2 separate regions of the Sus scrofa genome follow, and region 1 is linked to region 2. The links are chromatin contacts, called in public HiChIP or PLAC-seq maps. All regions are on one chromosome and are shown on one strand. Each heading gives the region's core, a stretch centred on a gene start, on an enhancer-like site or on the middle of the called end of the contact. The rest is flanking DNA. Distances are from core to core; before and after follow the strand shown. Region 1 overlaps PPP1R1C (protein phosphatase 1 regulatory subunit 1C). Region 2 has its middle 49 kb from the start of NEUROD1.

What was found. HiChIP or PLAC-seq counts read pairs in DNA pulled down with a chosen protein or histone mark.
Region 1: an H3K27ac HiChIP or PLAC-seq map of alveolar macrophages shows a contact between it and region 2. The contact joins two enhancer-like sites. A contact is called at or near these places in 1 of 5 promoter capture datasets (liver), 22 of 47 Hi-C or Micro-C datasets (adipose tissue, alveolar macrophages, blood and 13 more) and 2 of 2 datasets of contacts at active chromatin or transcription factors (alveolar macrophages and skeletal muscle).

The regions. Positions count from the first base shown.
Region 1 is chr15:87,540,000-87,542,927 of Sscrofa11.1, reverse strand. All of the region lies in intron 4 of PPP1R1C (protein phosphatase 1 regulatory subunit 1C), which reads right to left. Among named protein-coding and RNA genes, the nearest start is that of PPP1R1C, 76 kb to the right of the region's middle. Within about 2 kb of position 1,372, at least 2 of the 83 cell types and tissues checked have an H3K27ac peak or open chromatin away from gene starts, as enhancers often do. A contact at or near this core is called in alveolar macrophages, where this site is marked.
Region 2 is chr15:87,227,812-87,230,816 of Sscrofa11.1, reverse strand. No RefSeq gene overlaps it. Among named protein-coding and RNA genes, the nearest start is that of NEUROD1, 49 kb to the right of the region's middle. Within about 2 kb of position 1,501, at least 10 of the 83 cell types and tissues checked have an H3K27ac peak or open chromatin away from gene starts, as enhancers often do. A contact at or near this core is called in alveolar macrophages, where this site is marked.

The DNA of each region.
Region 1 (2,928 bases), core at 123-2,622, 310 kb before region 2:
AACAGTCACGGTGATGGTAAATGACTTAAGAACAAAGACCTAAAGCATGGGTTATTCGCAGGGTCAGCTGAATGAGAACATAATACGTTGGTCTAGGCACGCTGGACCTGTGCAGATTGGCACGCCATTTGCACAAGCATGGTATGTCCTCTAAAGAAAAAGAGAAAGAGGAACCTCATGGCCAAGTGGTTTATGAGTGGTCGTTAGCAGAATATGCATTAGCAAAAAGAACCAAGGTGCAAACCTAGGCACACAAGGTTGCCGCAAATAGGCATGCCGCAAATAGGCATGCCGGTTTGCTGAAGCATAGTGAGGATTCTCTGAAATGCTATGCATAGATAGCTAACTCAAATGCTAATGATTCTTAAATGCCTAAAGTTTAGAGTAAAAGTTTAACCATCTACCAGCTAAGTGACTTTTAAAATAATAAAAGAATTTATAAAATAATAAAAAAAATTATATCCTGCACCCACAACCCCCTTTTCACTTGACATAATCCTCAAGAGCACAATAAAAGCAGTGTGGTTTCTTGAGGCAGGGCTCTTGATCCCTGAGACCTTGAGTCCCCTGGTTCCCACCTTTACTTAAGATAAATGTCTCTGTGTCTTGTTTTATGTTAACTTTTTTTCCTTAAGTTCCATAGCACCCGTTCTTCAGCCCCATCCTGCTGAGCTGGTCTTGGCAGAATGGAGGGTTAGGGAAAGCGCCTTTCAAGGATCTGACCTTTAAGGACAGAGCTTTGATGATAAGTAGGAGCTAGCCAAATAAAGAATGAAGACAAGGGAGTTGCCTTCATGGCTCAGTGGTTAATGAACCATACTAGGATCCATGAGGGTGTAGGTTCAATCCCTGGCCTCTCTCAGTGGGTTAAGGATCCGGTGTTGCTGTGAGCTGTGGTGTTGGCTGCAGACGTGGCTCAGATATAGTTTTGCTGTGACTGTAGTATCAGCCACTGGCTGTGTAGCTCAGATTAGACCCTTAGCCTGGGAAATTTCCTATGCAGCAGGTGCAGCCCTAAAAGAAAAAAAAGAAGAAGGCAAGGGCAAATATTCTAGATGAGAATGTATACAATCTCTTTCAGGAAAGAACTTGGTGCATTTGGAAGATGACAGAATGCCAGTGTGCCTGGGACCTGGTGGGTGAGGGAAAGAGAAGGCAGACTGCAGTCATAGAGCAGTAAGCTTTCTAAATTTTGCTCTGGAATAGGAATTTTATCTAAGGGCAAAGAGGAGCTATTGAAGAGTTTTAACAAAGGAAGTGGCATAATCACTTCTGTGTTTTAGAAATTTCACTTTGGCTACAGTATAGAAAACAAACAGGAAGTAAGAAGCGAGAGGCTGAATGGAGAGTAAACAATTACGTCCTGGCAAAGAGATGACTGTGACTTGAATTATGGTGGCAGTATTGGAGACAGAAGAAGGGAAGGTGGGCGAGGTACTAATGGGATACAATCCATAGGACCTGGTTCTCTGCTAACCAAGAGAGCCACGGAGAGGGAGAGTGTCACTAGAGGCTCCTAGAACTCAGGAGTAAGCACTTAAGTAGATGAAGATTACTTCCTGAGAAGGGGAGCAGTGAAAGACAAATTGCTGTCAAAAGGTCTGTTTCAAATATGCTAACTTTGATCTCATGATCTTTGATCTCTATGAGCTACTGTCCTATGACATAAGAAAGACATGTTAGGGAGGTGACTGGATATCTGAATCTGGTCAATCTGTAGACCTGCTACAACAGAATCACCTGGAACTTTTGATTATCTGGCTCTACTCCAGGCCTAGTATTTAAAATCTTCAAGAGAACATAGACAATCTGATACCCTGAGATTAGATGCAGTGGCAAAAAATGGAAGCAATGTTCAATGCATTACTAGATAGTTGTACTAGTTAACCTTTAAGCTCCTTGACAACTTTGAGTAACTATAATGGTATGACTAGAAAGGTGGTGAGACCAAGTACTAAATTTATTATTACTTTCTAAGAGTAAATGTACTGGACAAGCCATGAAACATCTCTAATGGACAAGAGCCCTATCCAGATTCTTCTATTTACATTGCCAAGTTTGTCATATGATGCTACCACCTTGGCCACAAACTAATTGTTAGAGGAACCAGGCCCTAGTCAGAAGCAATCACCTAATTGTTCTAGCAGTCCATGAGATAACCTTTCTTAAAAATCCAGCCAAACTGATGAATCATTCTGGATAGCAATTAATTTTCCAAATCAGGTTTTCCCTTTGACCATAGGGGGAAGAGAGTGGAGAAAAGTAAAACAAGGAAAACAAAAGAATACTGATAATTAGGAACATAAGAATTAAGGGAGGATCAAGTAGAGAGAGAAGCAAAGGAAACAGAAGCAGAGTCACAAGTATGACAATTAGTAGAACAGGGTTTAAGAGATATCCTCTTCTGAGCAGATTGACAATGTGGCTAGATTCCCCAGTTTATTACAGTTCATTTATTCAACAAGTTTTTACTGAGCGTCTATTATGTACCAGGAACTGTACTAGGGGGTTGTCATGGATACCTCATTCTAGGTACATGATGAGTGCTGTGGAAAAAATTAAGGCAGTGTTGTGAGGAGGTAATATTAGCTGAGCCATTTGAGAGGCCAGTTGATAAAGAGCTTTTCAAGGAGAGAAAATGGAAGTACAAATTCTCTGATACAGACGTGTGTTTGAGATGTTTATAAATAGTGAAAAAGTCCATGACATTGAACCTAAGTGAAGAAGGGGCAGAGTGAAAGGAAATGAGATCAGAGAGGGGCACCAGAACAGTTCATTCAAGGATTCATAAGCCATAATTGGGTTTTTCACTTTATTCTTAATGTGACAGGAAGTTTTTGAGGATTTTGACCAAGGGGCTGGCATGATCACATTTGCAAGTTAGAGGAATTACCCGGGCTTGTGTCTGGCGACTAGATTGTAGAGGGT
Region 2 (3,005 bases), core at 252-2,751:
TCTAGTAGCCTAATTAATTGCATGTATAAATTGAATTAAAACACTGAGAGGTATTGCATAAAAAAATAGAAAAATAGAAACTTCTCCTAAATCCAGAAAAAAATAGAAATAATTCTTACCTGCGATGTTTAAAACATTTATTCATTCATGTATCAAGTGTATCTTGATTTCCAACAGTGTTCCAGGTATGGTGCTAAGTTCTAGGGATAACAACATATCCTAGAAATTGTTCTCCCAGAAGGGAGAGTATCATTGATAGAAGGAACTCAAAACTGCGAGGCTGAAGGAGGTATGAATTGAAGAAGAATGAAAAATTAGATTCCTTTCTAAGAAATAATGTAAAGTCATTTCAGTATATAGACTAAAGTATCTGACTGCACCCTTATGAGCTATTCCTGGAAATGCTGTTTTCATTCTTAGGCTAAGCATCATAAACTGAAAACCAACCAAACAAAAATGACTAAGGCGATGATGAGTTTGAATGACTAATGGGAGAAATTTAAGGGAAGCTAAATATGAGCCATCTGACTCTATAGACTAAATGAGGTCTAAAAATAGAACACTGATGAGGGGGTTGGCATTGTTTTCCAGAGCCATAGAGATAACCATGGGAGTGAGCAGTAAGAGGAGTTAGGAAAACATACACAGTATCAGAAAAAAACTTCCTGTCAGAGAACACCATTAGCTTAATACCATCACTCCGGGGAAGATGTCAGACTTTCCACTTGTTGATCTGTTGGGAACCCACTGACTGAAACTCTGGGGTGTATATTTTGTATTGTTAGTTACCTAGGACAATGGACTGGTGACACCTCTTGGCCTCTGATCTACACTGTGCCAATGCTAAGGAGAGGAGTGAAAAATCACACAGAGAAGGGGTCAAGGGAAATCAAGCATGTTCTTACTGTAATGTGGACACAGATGATGGAATTTTTTAAAATAACATACTACCCAATTAACTGCCCCCCCCCATTCACATGTTCTTTCTCTCCCATTTGGGAGACAACTGAATTCTAGCCCTTAATGCCATTAACTAGACATAATACAGACATGTTGTTTAAAACAAGAAGAAAAAGAAGTCACACTTGCCATGTAAAACAATTCAAATTCCTGGTTCTCTTTCTCCTGTCCTGAAATAAGGAAATAATGCAGAAAAAGTCACCTGGCCTAAGTGAGTTAGTTCAAGAGCACTCCGTCTGTCGGATTTTCTCAGACTTGTCCTCAGCCTCAAGTTCTGTGACAGTGACTTCCACAGAATCAAAATGTCTCCTGATCTTGTCGGATAGGTAAAAACTCTCAATCAGCCCATACTTGCCTCTAATCTAACCATGGCAGAGAGGCATAGACATTAATTATCTTCTGTTGCATTTTTTAAAGGGCAGGAAACAAAAAAAGCTCTGTTGCTTCAACAACTGCCCTTTGGTTCTATGACTAGGCACCTTTGCTTGGCTTCCATTCTCAGCCTTGGGATTAGAGCCCAGTTGTGTTATTCTCATAACTTCTGCTTTGTGGTTTGGACCTTGGCTCTTTTTGTTGCTTATGTGACTTCCGACTTTAACCATCTGCCTTGTTCCTAGATTGACAACTGGCTCCACTTGTTTTTGGTTTCCTGATATGTTTTCCCCTCTCCTAGACTATGACCCTGATGTTTATTCATGGAACTTTTCCCTCATCTTTGTTTTGATTTGTGGGGTAATTAAAAAAAAAATCGTTTCATGCTTAATCTGATCAGCTCTGCTGGAAAAACATCTCTTTCTGGTTTTCAGACCTGTACCTCAGTATTTATCATGTGAAAACCCCATATTTATTTCTTCATTCTAAGTGTAAAGGAATCATTATGATAACAATAATATCTTTGTGGAAGTAACATAAAATAGTTTAAATTATCCTTTAAGCCATATGCTATTAGTTACTATTAGTCACTTTTATAAGTAAAGGGCTTTTTTTTTTCTTTTACTACTTATACTTTTTTTTTTTTCAAAGAATTGAGGTAGTGGGATTTTTTGGTTTACTGTGAGCGGTGGTTAGAAATATAGGTTCTAGAATAACCATGTAACTGATATATCCAATTGGTTTACTACAGCATTACCCAGCATAACTTATTATGTATACTCTATAATTTTCTTGCATAAGTAAATTATTGTTATTTCTTTTAAGTAAAGCTACATTCGCATTTTTCCTCCCTCCATAATTTAGAAATTTTGATCAACAGACAGGTAAATAAATGGTCTTTCTTGATGAGTTATAATTAAAGTAACAAACATTTACTTATGTCAGGAAATAGATTGCCTTAAAGTATACCTATGAATATGCCTCAAGAGGACTCATGTGACTTCAATAGCAGAAAGTACTTATAATAGAAAATTGCAATTCTAAACTCTGGTGAGGTACAACCTCTATGGCTCCCACATTTACTAAAACTATCCCACGGCCTATAGAAATTCTCTGGATTTTAGAAATATCAATTAATTCTACTCCTTTTCAGCTGCTTCCAAAGAGCAAGTTGACAAGAACAGCATTAGTTAACATGATTGCCTAATTTCTTCTTGGTAATCTGCCGTAATTGTCAGAGCATATGACTAGGGTACAGAAGCTGTAATGACTTGTCAATCCATGTATGCTCTCCCTACCCCCATAAATTTGTGACATAGGTTTCCAGACCATGTGGACTTTGGAATTCTACATAATCCAGCAATTTTGCACCCAGGGTATGAACCATAGATCAGAGGTCAGCCTAATCATTTGGAACTTCAGGGAACCAAAAAGAAAACTTCTCACCTCTAAATCATCATGCTATGCTGTTTTTAAAATTGGCAATAAGAAATCTTTAGAAATCTAAGAATTTGCTAATAACAGATCCTAAATCTGAATCTTAGAATTGAGACATTTTAGGAATTGGGGTTTAATTATGTCTAGTTTTGTTAACAATATAAGTTTAAATTACATGTAATTATCATTTTTATAGATTAAAAAGGTCAAATGTTGGCATTTTTAACTACATAAAA